5 separate regions of the Mus musculus genome follow, and regions 2, 3, 4 and 5 are each linked to region 1. Evidence: chromatin contacts called from public HiCAR-type and HiChIP or PLAC-seq data. All regions are on one chromosome and are shown on one strand. The core of a region is the stretch at or near the end of the contact, and the rest is flanking DNA. Distances in the headings are between cores, read along the strand shown.

Region 1 (2,753 bases), core at 80-2,579:
GGAAAAACTAAGTGTCAGCCATCATCAATGGCTGCTGCACTCACTGCCTAGTTATATAAAAATTACTTATTTTCTCTGTGGGAAGGCAAGTAAGAACTAGGAAAAGAAGAAAGGTAGGCACAGCAATATATGTCTTCAAACTCAACACTCAGAAGACTGAGGCAGGAGGATCAAGTTTAAAGCCAGTTTCTGCTATGTATGTAACAAAACAATGTCTCATGTATGTGTGTGTATGTGTGTGTGTGAGTGTACACATACATACATATGAGACTCATATACACATATGTACACAAATACATACATGAGAGAGAGCACACGTGAGTCTGCATGTGCAGACTCGAGCTGGTTACAGAGCCGAGTAGACAGGAGCTTTCTGTAAGGTAGATAGGATCTACTTGCAAAGGCCTACAATTTCTAGAGCTATCTTGAGGAGTGAGTCAGCATAGTGGCAAAAGTCTGTTTTTGATGTCTCATCATGAATCTTCACCTGCTGTGGAGAGAGATGGCAGCCACCCCTAGGGCACACACGGCCCCATCCTGCTGGGATGTAGCCTAGCAAGAGATCACTAAGACCCATGCAGACCAGAAGCCAGAATTCGGTCCTCAGCCCAGCTTCTGCTTCCACGGCAGTGGGTGGCTTAGTCAGCAAACGTTGCAAAGGCTTTTGGCTCGGAGCACATAGTGACAGCAAACTTGACTTGCAGTGCTCAGGAATCCTTGAGGGTTTCAACTCTGCAGACTAAGTAAGTGAGCCCCTTGAAGATAGGAATCACACCGATTACACACTGAGACTTTTAGAAACCCCACCACGTCTCCATACCAGCATGGGATGGATAACATAAAAGCAAGAGAATTTTAGAATCTCAGATGCAAAGGAAAACAAGAGCTGTCTGTCTGGTCAGGGATTTTGCCAAGTGCAGTCCCTTAACCCTCCTGTTTCAGAATCACCCGGACGCTTCGCAAGAGAGATGTCTGAGAATCTGTGGGTGGCCTGGAATGTGCACTTTACCCGACTTTGTAGCAATCTGTGGTATAGACTAAGTAGCCGAGAGAACAGCAGTGGACAGTATGGGAGGGCAATGGAGGGGCTCAAACCCTCTACCTCGGGGCCTCGAGGCTTGTATCCTGGACATAGTAGCTCCTTCAACTCCACGCTGGGATCCACCACAACTTCTCCCACCAGAGCTGCTCCCACCTCTCATTGGTCCCTCATTCTGTACAGTTAATAACCTTCCATTTTGCTGTTACAACACAGGCTTTGATGTGTGGTTCTCTAAATGCTCTATCATGCTTCCCTTTCTAGACTGTGAGCTACTCCAAGGCAAGGAGTTGTGCTGAGTCATTCTGGCCGCCTCCCGGGTGACTACAGACACCAGAGCTGCCTCTCTTCTGCCTACACTTGCAGAAGTGTGCCTTGGCCTAGGGATTTCCTTTCAGGTTTCTAGTGTTCCACACAGAGCTGTCTCTCAAATTGAGTAGAGAATCTTCTTTGGAGAAGAAAGCTCCAGGAACTGATGCACCCTCATGGCCTAGTAACAGTAAGGACTGTATAATGAATGACAAAGTATCTTTGGCAGCCTAGTCTTTTGACTCTAGGAGAGTTACTCAATTCGTAGTCATTGCTTTTTAGCCTCAATAAAAGGCTTTCGGTGGCTGCTGGCACCAGGAATTTGCCAGTGTCTGTGTTAGCCCTGTGCATCTGAAAGGGACAATGATGGGCTAGGATCATGCTGCTGTGTGATGCTCAGCCAGCAATTACAACCTGTTTCTCTTGATGCAGTACAGAATTGAACAATGTTTTCTAATCACCTACTTGCCTTGCATTTGTGTACAACTGGTACTTAAACAACAACAACAACAACAACAAACAGGACTAGAGAGATGGCTCAACAGTTAAAAGCACTTGCTGTTTGTCTGGGGACCCAGGTTCAGTGTTCAGCATCTATAATTGTCCTCCAGTTCCAGGTGATCTGACACCTTCTCCTGTCCTCTCAGGGCAGCAGGCACCCATACAGTACACAACAAACATGCAGGCAAAATACTCATACACATAAAATAAAACTTAAAAGTTAAGGATATCTCTATCTATCTATCTATCTATCTATCTATCTATCTATCTATCTATCTATCTATCTATCTATAGTGTACACTTGCTCTCTCTTGCAAAAGAGCAGAGTTTGGTTCTTGCCCTCACACCTGTGCCCACCCAGTGTCCAAGTTGGCTCCCACCATACCACTGTCTGGCTGTTAGGAAGTAACAAGAGCATCTATAGGTCACCACCAGCATTTAAAAAGATAAAAGAGAAAACGTTAGACAGGACCTGCCAACATGCCAACTAGCAAGCAGCAAGATACAACTGCCTCCTCTGGGTTTCGATTTCCTCCCTCTCAGCAAAGGAACAAAAATAAAAAAAAAAGAGAGAGATTCTTAATGAACTTTGCAAACTATGGAGTGCTGTAACGATACTGTTACCATCTCCTGATTTATGCCTTGGCTTCCTTTCCCTGCCACATCTACGTTCCTGCCGACCTGACAGTGGGGAACTAGGTAGCGAGGTCAGCTTTGGGCATTACTGTCAGACTTTTGTTCAGGGGATGTGGGTGTCATTTCTTCCATCCCTCTTGACTCTGGCAACACTGGACTACATCCAGAGGGAGCAGGTAAGAATCTCCTACTACAAGAGGAAAAAGTCTTACAAATTCCAGGGACAGAATGCAGGCTTGGTACTGCTGTTTTACCCCTGAAACAACAC
Region 2 (2,753 bases), core at 147-2,646, 740 kb before region 1:
TGTGACCTCATTGGATACAGTGTGACCTCACTGGATACAGTGTGACCTCATTGGATACAGTGTGACCTCATGGGATACAGTGTGACCTCATGGGATACATTTTCTTTCTTTCTTTTTTTTTTTTGCTTTTCACTGTCACTTACTTGTCTAATTGTCCCCTGGAGGACAGGTGACTGAGCCTTACCCAATAGGGCCTCTAGCTTCTGACCCTAATGACTCTGGTCATTCTCTTGTGGAGCTTCCAGGGAAGAAACTCCAAGTTTTAAAATGTGTGGCAACCTGGGGCTTTCTCAGAACAGTCATCCTCTTAGACAGGCACCTGACTAGAAGGTGTCTATAAACAGCTCCATCCCCAATCCGTGCCTGGGCTGCTGCCAGTCACTGTGCGTAGTTGGGCCCTGCTGTTGTGTTTGGCTGGTATTTATTCTGAGGGGTCAGTGCTACTTGTCAAACTTTATGAATATCATCCCTGTCCATATCCATTTTACTCACTGAATTCTACAGGTTTTTTAATTCTTGAAGAGTTCTAACAACCATACTGTCCCCATCTCGAGGGTCAAGGCACTCCCTCCCACACTTCTCCCTTTTAGCACAGTTTCTATGTTAACTGGTGATGCCTTTTACAGGTAGAGTCATCTTTCTCAAGTATTCTGCCTCTGCATTTCCTTCTGTCTGGCACCTGCCCACATCCCGAGCCTTGTCTCTGTTGACTGAACTAACTACATCCCATTGTCTCAAAGCTTTGGACTCCCACTGTGCAGAAGCCCCAGTTTCCCTTTATGCCTCCTGCTCATCCATGCCCTTCATCTGGTGGCATCGCATGTTTTCCTTCAAGAACCCAACCTTTCCTCATTCCCAGCTGGGAGGATGACACTGGTCCTTTCTGCTACCTAGCAACCCTGCCCTCTGTCCTTATTGCACTTGTCATGTTGACTCATTAAACTTCCACATCCTGCTCTAGACTGGGGCTTCCTCAGAACAGAAGCTCATCTTATTTAGAACAGCAGCCCTGACAGGTGCCCTCAACCCTTTGGTTTGGCTGAGTATAGGTATTTGCACAAGGCACAGTTAAGTTACAGCAAAACACGAAAGATTCCCGCATTGCCCCATTCGCCTTCCTTCCTATTTATTCTCCCTCAAATGCCTTAGAAACACACCCGGACCCCAAGGGTTCACCAAGGGGGCCGAGTAAAGTAGTTGAAAGCTGTTCTTTGATGTTTTTATTTCAGGAAGCTCCTTGAACAGAGGGTAATTATTGTCGTTAATAGCAATGATTTTCCCATAATCTGGTTACATGTCCTATTTCATTTTAACATCAGAGCAGCTGCCTTTAAAACAAGCCTGGGCCTGACGCTGCGGCCAGAGTTTCCTGAAACACACTCTTTGGTCTAATTATTCCACTGCCGGGGCCTGTCTGAGAAGGAAGTCAAGGATGATGGGCAGGATGGGGTTGCCTCTCCCACCCCAAGTCTTTAGAAAACAGAACTTCCGGGGGCTTTTCAGTAACAACTCCCCTTTTCTGGTTCTAGTGAGGCACTTGGGTTTCAGATCTCACCATCTCTGCTGTCCGTCCCCACAAGCCAGCCAAAGCTCTCCAGACGCAAGACCACAGCTCTGAGGGAACGGGTTTACCTTTCCTTTCTCCTGGCCATTGATTGCTGGGGAGACAGACAGCCATATCAGTGCTTTGCAGCCCCTCAGATCTCTTTCCCCACCCAAAGCTTGCTTTACAGAAGTCTCTTCAGATGGTTTTTGCTTTAAAGCAAAACACAAGGTTCAATGCCCTGGGCATTCACTTACCATTTACTGTGTCTGTAGCTGCTGCTGGCAGACTGTCCACCCCACATTGGAGCGTGCGTTTTTTTTTTTTAAAGGGTTTTCTTGGTTTGGGGTTTTCTTTTAGAGTATGCAGTAGGTAATTTACATTTGCTTTGGAACCAGTCAGATCCAGGCCCAGCCCCTTTCCGGCCACCCACTATGCTCCATGGCCTCCAAAGGCAGGTTCTCTGTCTTCTCACATCTCTGAGTTTTAAGTCCTTCCTTATAACATTTGAAGGAAAATGCCCACCTTGCATTGCTGACCTGAGGACCTGGTAAGGCAACTGAGGACACGTTGATGACAACTGACTGTTGCCGTTCTTCTCCTGGCAGGCCCAGTGGGAGAATTTCAGCGGCCTCACTTCTCATTAAATACACCTGGGTTGAAAAATTCAGTTTCAACAATCTGGTGGGGTGGGGATAATGACCTTGTACAAACAATGTATTCAACTAAAGCTCATCTCTCCCGAACACTCAAGGGCTCCAAGGTCACCTGCTGGGCACTGGCTCAGCTCACAGGGGAGGGAAAAAGATACCTCTGGCACTTTTCCTGTAGCGTCAAACCTACCTAACAGCTGTTTCCAATATACTGGTGATTTAGGAAAAAGGTCAAAAATAATACCTTGGGAATCTAAGTCCCACAGCCATGAAAAGTCACGCAGGAGGAGAGAGGTTGTCTTTAATCGGGTCATTTCATTTGATCCATGGTGGGTTTTATTTTATTTTATTTTGAAAATGAAATAAACCTTAAGAAAAAAAAATTGTTTGGCACACATTTTTATACACACTTTCTGGCTTAGGACAGGCTTGGTTCTGTAGTCCTAGCATATATAAAAATATATAAGACAACAAATAGAAACCATGCTGGCTGCCCTGTACTCACTTTTTTGCAACTAAAAGTGTTTTCAGGAACTGTTACAGCCTTTCCAAGCCAA
Region 3 (2,753 bases), core at 180-2,679, 710 kb before region 1:
CTAGAGGACCAGGGTTACCAGCACCCACATGGCAGCTCACAATCCTTTGTTACTTTAGTTCTAGTGGATCTTCTGGCTTCCATCACAGGATTTTTATGACAGGAGAAGCCTCCTTCATAAATGTCCACCTTACTGGGACATTCAGGTCTGTATTCAACTGTAAGCATCACGAAACAGTCCTTCCTTTATTCCTGTACAAGTCAGCATCCAAGCATATTGACGAGCACATATATATCTATTTTTATATTTGAATCTTTAATTAATGAAAACTGTGTGAAAGATAATCACTGGCTGTTTTCTTCTTCACTGAGGACTATATCGCGTGACTTAGATAAACTCCACAACTGAGCACTTTGGAGGAGAGACAGTGCCAGTAAATGGCTTTGTTCAAAGGTTCCCTAAATTTTCGTACCAAGGATTTTTCCTTATCTCTTCTCCATCATTTTTAATTTAAAAAGAATTCTATATTTCCACTGTCAAGTATACAAAACATGAAAGCCAATGGCAGAAAGCATGAGTCTTTAGGGTTGACCTAGTGTTACTTGGAAGGACTTGGTGTGTTAGTGAGGGTGTGGCAAACGGGAAGGCGAAGCAGTGTGAGGAGTAATAACTTATGAGAACCCCCTGTCACCATCGTTCTTCTTCCTGGGAACCCACAGAGGAGCTCACTGCTCTGTGTTTTCTCTGCTGCTTTCTGTGTATTGCTATGTGCACAGCGCTCGGACTGCTATGCCTGTGCTCAGCGCTTGCCTTCACTGATCTGAAGTCATCGTTGTTCTTCACACACGTTTGTTTCCGTGTGAGAGTGGACAAGTTATCAATGGGGTCGTGATCACAACATGCTTATAAAAAATAGAGTAGAATATAAATCAGTATTGTCTGTCATTCTTTTAGAATTAATATGTGTAATACTGAGCTATCTTGCTGATAGATTTCTATAGTGTAGAATGCCAAAAATAAATGTGTATAAAAATTGGATTCTAATTACTTCTTTTCAAGGCTTATTTTTAGTTGTTTTGTGTGTGTGTGTGTGTGTGTGTGTGTGTGTGTGTGTGTGTGTGTGTGTGTGTGTGTACGAACATAAATGCAGGCATCTGTGGAGGACATTGCATCCCCTGGAGCTGGAGTTACAGGTGATTGTGAGCCACCTGATATGGGCACTGGGCACCAAACTCCAGTCCGTTGGGAGATAGGTATACAGTCTTAACCACTGAGCATCTCTAGACCCAACATCTTTTCAAATACCATCCACCTTAAACTTATAATTTGATGAATTTTTACAAATGCAGACACTCATGTAACTACTTATAAGTCAGGATAGCTCTCTCAGAGCCCCTCAGAGGTGCTTTCATGTCCCTCTGTAACAACACACTCTATAAAGGTTCCCGTTGTGCCAGATCCTCTCACCCCTGACTCATGGGCTGCCTGTATAACTCACTAAGATGGAATAACTCAGTTGTGACTCACTTGCATTGAGCCTCTTTGTTTTACTATATCACAGATTTGGAGGCTTGCACGAGGCAGAACAATAGTGTATTGTTTCTCAGTGTGGTACAGCGTTCATTCTGTGTGTATGGGGTGTTTGGGGCATCTCCTGATTTGGGGCATCTCCTATTACGGATAAAATTGCTTTGAGCATTCTTGGATAACATGTCTTTCATTACATATTATCTAGATGCTGAGCTGTTTTGGTCATGGTCTCTGCGTCTTTTAGCTTTGACAGATGCTCCACATTTTACACAGGTGCTAGAACCATTTAAGTTGGTACCGGTGGCCCATAATAAGCCCTGGCCCCTCTACACACTTTGAAACACTTGGTATTATGAGGCCTTTTTAGTTCTCTATGGTTTTAAATTTTTTGGTTTTTATTTATTAATTTTTGTGGCCATGTAATAACATCTCATTGTGGTTTTGATAAGTATTTCCTGTTATTGAACATATGATTATTCACTACTTGGCCTATTATGAAATACTTCCTTAAGTATTTTGACTATTAAAACTCTATTATGTTCCCTGACATTATTGATTTCTGGAAGCTCAGATGTTTTCATAAAATATGATTTTTTTGAATGTGTATAATTTAAACTACTTTCATTACCTTTTTACTATCTTGTGTGTGTGCATGTGCATGTGTGTGAATTCTTACTTGTTTGAATGTATAGCTTGCACATACACAAGTGAGCGAGTGTATACGCGGAGGCCAGAGGTTGATGTTGGCTGTGTCGATCTCTCTACCTTATTATTTAACTGAGACAGGATCTCTCACTATCACTGGATCCCATCCATTTAGCCACCCTAGCTAGCCAATGCTCGGGGAAACCCACCCGTGTGTCTCCCTCTGTCCAGGGTTACAGGTACACTCGTGTCTTTTACATGAGTGTCAAGCAGATGAACTCAGGTCCTTAGGGGTTGCACCCAGGGCTTTACTGACTGAGCCATCTTCCTGGCTGGCCTACCCTTTTTTACTAATTTAAAGGCATCGTTTTTTATTTTGATTTTAGTTTCATTTTATGGGAATGGATGTTTTGCTTGCATGTATGTCTGTGTAGCACTTGTGTGTCTCCTGCCTCAGACAGTGCCAGATACCGTGGAGCTGGAGTTACAGACAGTTATGAACCACTGTGTGGCTGCTGGGAATTGAACCTAGGTCCTTTGAAAGAACAGCTCGTACACATAACTGCTGAGCCAATTCTCTGGCCTAATGCACCTTTTTGATGAGCATAAAGTTTCAATGTTACTGAAGTTAAATGTGT
Region 4 (2,753 bases), core at 136-2,635, 690 kb before region 1:
ATCTATCTATCTATCTATCTATCTATCTATCTATCTATCTATCTATCTATCTATCTATCCATCTATCTATCTACCTATCTATCTACCTATCTATCTACCTACCTATCTATCATCTATTTATTATCATCTATCCACAATGTATCTAGCTGTCTCCTATCTTCTGTCTATTGTCTACCCACATCTATTATGGGTCTGTCGATCAGAAAGGTTCGATTTACAGAATTGGCTCATGTCCATGGCAAAGGCTAGCGAGTCTGTCAGGTGGCTGAAAAATCAGGTAAGAATTATAGAGTAGACATGGATCGCAAATCTGATAGGCAAGACAGCGGGTCAGAAACTTAGGGAAAGTTCCTATGTTAAAGTATCATGGCAGAATTCTCTCTCTGGGGTACCATGAGATCTGTGCTAAAGTCTTTAACTGAACAAATAAGGCCCACTTACACTGTGGAGGGGATATGCCTTACTATTGTTACCTGAGAAAGTATTTAACAAATATTAATTCCATCTATAAAACATCTTCACAATACACATTCATACCAGTGCTTGACCAGACAACTGAGCATCCTGCCCTAAGCAAATTCTCACACAAAACTAGTCATCTCAACAGACTTGGATTTTTGCTTCTTGTATTTTGTTTTTCTATTTCTTTCTTTGTTCGACTTGGGAAAGCTTTGGAAGACAGCTATATTAAAACCTGACAGCTAATCTGTGTTAGCTATTAGGATTTAATAGCTCAAGATCTGGAACCGAGAGACAACTTTTATTTAATGAACATGGAGATACAATCCCTCCACAGAAGACACTTAGTTTGACTGGGGATTTTGAAATGACTCTGTTGGAACTTTAATGCTTTTAGAAAATGTTCTGGGCGTCGAGCAGGCAATTTCTGTTTCCACCCCCGGTGACAGCTTCTTGCCTTGCTGTGATGGGCAGTGTGCTTTCTTACTTCTGTTTTCTTGCTGGGTCTTTCTCTGACCCTTTCCCTCCTCAGTCAGTACTCACAGGAGTACATTCCAGGTGATCCATCCCTTCACATCGCTATGTTCTCTGGATCATGCCCAAGTCAGCAGAGGGAACCTGCTCTGCACATACTGAGCCCGTCGCCTATTATACTGACTGCCCAGTTATCTTGAGCAGCCTGGGCTGACATCTCATTTCCTTGTGCCCAGCATTCTGGGCACTATATGGTGCACCTTTAATAAATATTTATTCAACATCAACTAAAGTGAAGAATGCAACTCTTGATATTCTTTGTCAACCTTCCAGGCCAAATGAAGTTGTTTTTCTTTTTTCATCCAAGTAAATGACTGTCTGCACAGGAGTTCCTCCAAATGCTTGTCATTGTATCATGAATGTTCTCATGAGGAACAAATAAGAGCCAAGAGGTGACTCTCATCAGTGGAATTTGTGTCAAGTTCACAATTTCCCTTCTTCTCAAGAGCAGAACCTAGTGAGCTGTCCAGGGCTCAGCTCATGAGGAATGGTTTGCCATATAGCCATTGCCCCATGGACTCACCCTGAGGCTGCTCTAGGAAGGAAGACAGCAAGATGACAGGTATGAGTACTAACGACTTCAAGGTGGTCTCCTTTATTGTCCCTGGGAACCTATTGCAGCGTTTGTGCGGATGTGATGCAGTGTGTGAGGAGACAGTGATGGATATGTGTTTAGTCTGAACTGTCCAGCATGGCGGCAGCCCTGTGGGGGCAGCTGCCCGGAAGATGAAGGAAGAGGTGCACGTGACTCATCGTGCGCGGCAGACCATCTCATCTTTCCACAGCTGCCAAGACCACAGCTCTGATCACCATATAATGAAATTTCTAATTTTCTCTTTTCAGAAATAAATGAGATATGTCTTCTGCATGGGGGGGGGGGGGGCCTGTAAAGGATTCAGTTCAAGTCCATTTCATTCCATAGTGTCATGGCACTTATTTTAATTTCTTTAAAAATATTTATTCAGGCTCTGAGCCATGCATTAGGAAGCAATTGTGAAGAAGGAGCCATAAACCCTACCTCCAGGGAACTTACAGTCTAGTTAGGGAGTGTCTCAAAGAAGAGAATGCGAAACTGGGGTCAGCCTCCAGCTGCTCCTGCCACATCTAGAGCATTGGCCCCATGCTGGGAGCCACACTCAGGCTACATGTGTCATGTGCCACTATTTTCACATGCTATACTTTTGAAGTAGACTATGTTATGATCTAGTAAGTAAGGAAACAACCCTCGACTCCTTAACAGACTTTATTCAAAAGCTTTAAGTCAGGGACAAGAGACTTAAACTAAGGATAGATGTCTTTGGAGCCCGATCAACTTCTCATCACTACATCAGGCATCTCTGTATATCTACATGGCCAACCTGGTTGTGTGTTCATCTAAACGCTATGAGTAAAGTGCATGGGAGACTCAGAAGAAGCCTAGTGGATGGGACTTTGGTCCGGGATTCAAAGACTGTGTTGACGCCCATCATGCAGAAGACCTGGGAAAGCACTCTAGAGCTGGGCACAGTGTTGTGCTGGAGTATGTAACGGTCTAGAGCAGTGGTTTTTAGTCTTCCTAATGGAGCGACCCTTTAATACAGTTCCTCGTGGTGACCCCAACCATAAAATTTCTTTTGTTTCTACTTCATAACTGTAATTTTGCTACCGTTATGAATTGTAATATAAATATCTGATATACAGGATATCTGAATGTACGACCCCTTGAAAGTGTTATTCACCCCTAAAGGGGTCACCAATCACAAGTTGAGAAATGCTGGTGA
Region 5 (2,753 bases), core at 187-2,686, 670 kb before region 1:
CTCTGAGAAGCTACTAAAAAAGAAGTTTGAGTAGGGCCCTGGAGAGTGAGCAGGAGCCCTCTGTGTCACAGGAGTCAGTCATAACTTTCTGAGAATAGTGAACTCAGAAAGATTTTGTTTGTTTGGTTTTTTTTAGTTCATGGTAGAAGAATGTAGAGGTTGGAAAGATGAGGCAGACAAAGAAATGCAGAGGCTTCTAAACTCAACCAGTAAGGTGTCAAGGATGTCAACTGATCCCAGGAATGTCCTCACAAGAACACAGATATAGGCTCAAGGCGTGAAGCAAAGCACAAGGAGTGGCAGATCACAGGTGTTTGGCCACATCTTCATGTAATTCGCTTATGATTTTGGGGTCTACTTGAGCCCCATGTCCTATCATCTTCCAGACTGTGAAACCCCAACATTATGGCCTGGTAGAGTAGACATTTGGTTTGTGATAACCCTCCAGCTCTCATGGTAATGTGGACATGGTTAAGGGGCCTAGCAAACACATAAGTAGATGCTCACAGTCAGCTATTGGATGGAGCACAGCGCCCCCAATGGAGGAGCTAGAGAAACTATCCAAGGAGCTAAAGAGATCTGCAACCCTGTAGGTGCAACAACATTATGAACTAACCAGTAGCCCGGCGCTCTTGACTCTAGCTGCATATGTATCAAAAGATGGCCTAGTCGGCCATCGCTGGAAAGAGAGGCCCATTGGACTTGCAAACTTTATATGCCCCAGTACAGGGGAATGCCAGGGCCAAAAAAATGGGAATGGGTGGGTAGGGAAGTGGAGGGGAGGGTATGGGGGACTTTTGGGATAGCATTGGAAATGTAATTGAGGAAAATATGTAATAATAAAAATATTAGAAAAAAAAACAGTAACAAGCCTGAGAGATAGAGATGGAGAGAAAGGGACAAGGGGGAGAATGGTTTGAAAGGAGTAGGCATGATACCCCCAGGGAGAAGTAGAGGCAAGTTCAGGAGCACTGGTCCAAGACAGATGAAGCCAATAGGAATGATAGAATCATTGAGTTACAATCTTGGGTGGGATAATAAGACACATTAAAATGTGTTGAGTGTGGAGAGGCTATTAGAAGTAGTATTTATGTTATTCAGAGAACAGCTGTAGACAGCATTTGGTGGTCAGAGGAACCTGCTAGTGGACATACCACTTGGTCTGTGATGAGGCTTGAAGGAATGAGAAAGGGATGTAGAAAAGCCATTGAGGGAAAAGGCCAAAATCCTGCAAATAATGCAACTTGGCTCCTGAGTTTGATTCACTATGGAGGAATTCACCCAAGGCCATTGGCCAACTGGAAGAGCCCAAAGGTCAAGGGCTGCACATTTTTTCATAGAGTTTCTCATTTATTTGAGCTTAAATGAGGCTAAATTCTTAGGGGAAATGAGCACATGCTAAGCATCTCCAAAACCAGGAGGCTTCATAGCCAGGAAACTACGTTGGTCCGATAGTAATACCAATGACTAATACAATACTCTTAGGTCTCCTGTGGTCTGAGTCCCAGGAATCCGAGCTGGCAACAACACAAATAGATGAAGGCAATTATGCAAGAGGTACCTCTGTGACTATCCCTAGAAAAATGATGAGAGGAGTTCCCACTGCAGTGGCCTTATCCACCTATTAGATAGATGTAAATTATCCTGTATGTGGTTAGTCTGGGCTACATCGTAACGATAGCTCTTTAACCACCAACCCCTCTTACTGGTTCTCCAAACACCTTGCTTTATCTTTTTGATTTACCTTTGCTGGGTCCAGACTCAGGACAAGTCATTTTGTAAGGATCCTATTGACCTTTTTAGTTCCAGATAGAAGTTTCTGCTACTGGAATGCTCCATCTTCCCTTGTTCTCCACAGCAACTGGGAATGCTTAATTGTCATAGTTGGGACCTTACAAAGAAACATGAATGGACTTGTTTTCCCCCCTTTATCTGACTGGACTTTCAAATAGAAAATTCAATATAATTGAGTTTGCAGATAGGAATTCCTAAGCTTCTACCACTGGGCCTTCTTGGCCAAAGGACGATCAGCCTATTGTGATAGGGAAATCATGGTGGCAGGAGCTTGAGACAGCTGGTTATATAGCATCCACAGTGACGAATGATGATGTTCAGCCAGCTTTTCCATTTTTATCCAGTCTAGGAATGCAACCCCATGGAATGGTGCAGACTACAGGAATAGTCTTCCCATTCAATTTACTTAATCTAGTTATTAATGGCTTTCAAGTATGCCCAGATCCTAGGTGATTCTAGATCTTGTCAGGTTGACAATCGATATTAACTATCACACTACAAAACGCGAGCTTGCTGGATATCTTAGAAAATGATCTCTTTGGTTGGCTTTTTTCCCCAATATCTTTTACAGGTGCAATATTAGAAGGAATATAAGTTACAGAGGTAAACACAAGTGGATTCAAATCCAAGGTCTACCAGTTGGTTTGTTCTTAATTCATTTAACATCTTTGAGATGACTTATTCTTTTACAAAATTCAGTGATTAATACTGATACTAGTGGGTTATTGTAAGGACTCGGGGGCCCAGTCTACATAAATCCAGCTCAGCTGGATGTCTCAACACTTACTATGTGCCATTTTGACACTAGTGCACATGGAGGATTCACTGCAAATTATTTTGAAAGTCAGGGAAAGTAGAAGTATGGTCTTGGGTAAATGTACCTTCTTCCTAGTTAGAAGATGAAGGAAGAGAGATGCAAATGGCTGGGCAATTCTGGTCTGCTCTGGATCTCTCAGGTA

The links. HiChIP or PLAC-seq counts read pairs in DNA pulled down with a chosen protein or histone mark. HiCAR-type assays count read pairs that join an accessible place to other places.
Region 2: a contact with region 1 is called in an H3K27ac HiChIP or PLAC-seq map of embryonic stem cells, with 3 times the contacts expected there. The contact joins two enhancer-like sites. A contact is called at or near these places in 1 of 15 datasets of contacts at CTCF or cohesin (the NIH/3T3 cell line) and 1 of 115 datasets of contacts at active chromatin or transcription factors (embryonic stem cells).
Region 3: an H3K27ac HiChIP or PLAC-seq map of the NIH/3T3 cell line shows a contact between it and region 1, with 13 times the contacts expected there. The contact joins two enhancer-like sites. A contact is called at or near these places in 11 of 115 datasets of contacts at active chromatin or transcription factors (the NIH/3T3 cell line, acute myeloid leukemia, embryonic fibroblasts and 4 more).
Region 4: a HiCAR-type map of fibro-adipogenic progenitors shows a contact between it and region 1, with 5 times the contacts expected there. The contact joins two enhancer-like sites. A contact is called at or near these places in 1 of 484 Hi-C or Micro-C datasets (the C10 cell line), 4 of 115 datasets of contacts at active chromatin or transcription factors (bone marrow-derived dendritic cells, embryonic stem cells, fibro-adipogenic progenitors and 1 more) and 1 of 9 other capture datasets (embryonic stem cells).
Region 5: a CTCF HiChIP or PLAC-seq map of the NIH/3T3 cell line shows a contact between it and region 1, with 5 read pairs. The contact joins two enhancer-like sites. A contact is called at or near these places in 1 of 15 datasets of contacts at CTCF or cohesin (the NIH/3T3 cell line), 4 of 115 datasets of contacts at active chromatin or transcription factors (bone marrow-derived dendritic cells, embryonic fibroblasts, fibro-adipogenic progenitors and 1 more) and 1 of 9 other capture datasets (embryonic stem cells).

What each region holds. Positions count from the first base shown.
Region 1 is chr4:105,224,342-105,227,094 of GRCm38.p6, reverse strand. All of the region lies in intron 5 of Plpp3 (phospholipid phosphatase 3), which reads right to left. Among named protein-coding and RNA genes, the nearest start is that of Plpp3, 68 kb to the right of the region's middle. Within about 2 kb of position 1,329, at least 140 of the 459 cell types and tissues checked have an H3K27ac peak or open chromatin away from gene starts, as enhancers often do. A contact at or near this core is called in the NIH/3T3 cell line, embryonic fibroblasts, embryonic stem cells and 1 more, where this site is marked.
Region 2 is chr4:105,961,399-105,964,151 of GRCm38.p6, reverse strand. No RefSeq gene overlaps it. Among named protein-coding and RNA genes, the nearest start is that of Gm30266, 86 kb to the left of the region's middle. Within about 2 kb of position 1,396, at least 19 of the 459 cell types and tissues checked have an H3K27ac peak or open chromatin away from gene starts, as enhancers often do. A contact at or near this core is called in embryonic stem cells, where this site is marked.
Region 3 is chr4:105,933,892-105,936,644 of GRCm38.p6, reverse strand. No RefSeq gene overlaps it. Among named protein-coding and RNA genes, the nearest start is that of Gm29922, 90 kb to the right of the region's middle. Within about 2 kb of position 1,429, at least 29 of the 459 cell types and tissues checked have an H3K27ac peak or open chromatin away from gene starts, as enhancers often do. A contact at or near this core is called in the NIH/3T3 cell line and embryonic fibroblasts, where this site is marked.
Region 4 is chr4:105,915,368-105,918,120 of GRCm38.p6, reverse strand. No RefSeq gene overlaps it. Among named protein-coding and RNA genes, the nearest start is that of Gm29922, 71 kb to the right of the region's middle. Within about 2 kb of position 1,385, at least 5 of the 459 cell types and tissues checked have an H3K27ac peak or open chromatin away from gene starts, as enhancers often do. A contact at or near this core is called in fibro-adipogenic progenitors, where this site is marked.
Region 5 is chr4:105,897,039-105,899,791 of GRCm38.p6, reverse strand. No RefSeq gene overlaps it. Among named protein-coding and RNA genes, the nearest start is that of Gm29922, 53 kb to the right of the region's middle. Within about 2 kb of position 1,436, at least 19 of the 459 cell types and tissues checked have an H3K27ac peak or open chromatin away from gene starts, as enhancers often do. A contact at or near this core is called in the NIH/3T3 cell line and fibro-adipogenic progenitors, where this site is marked.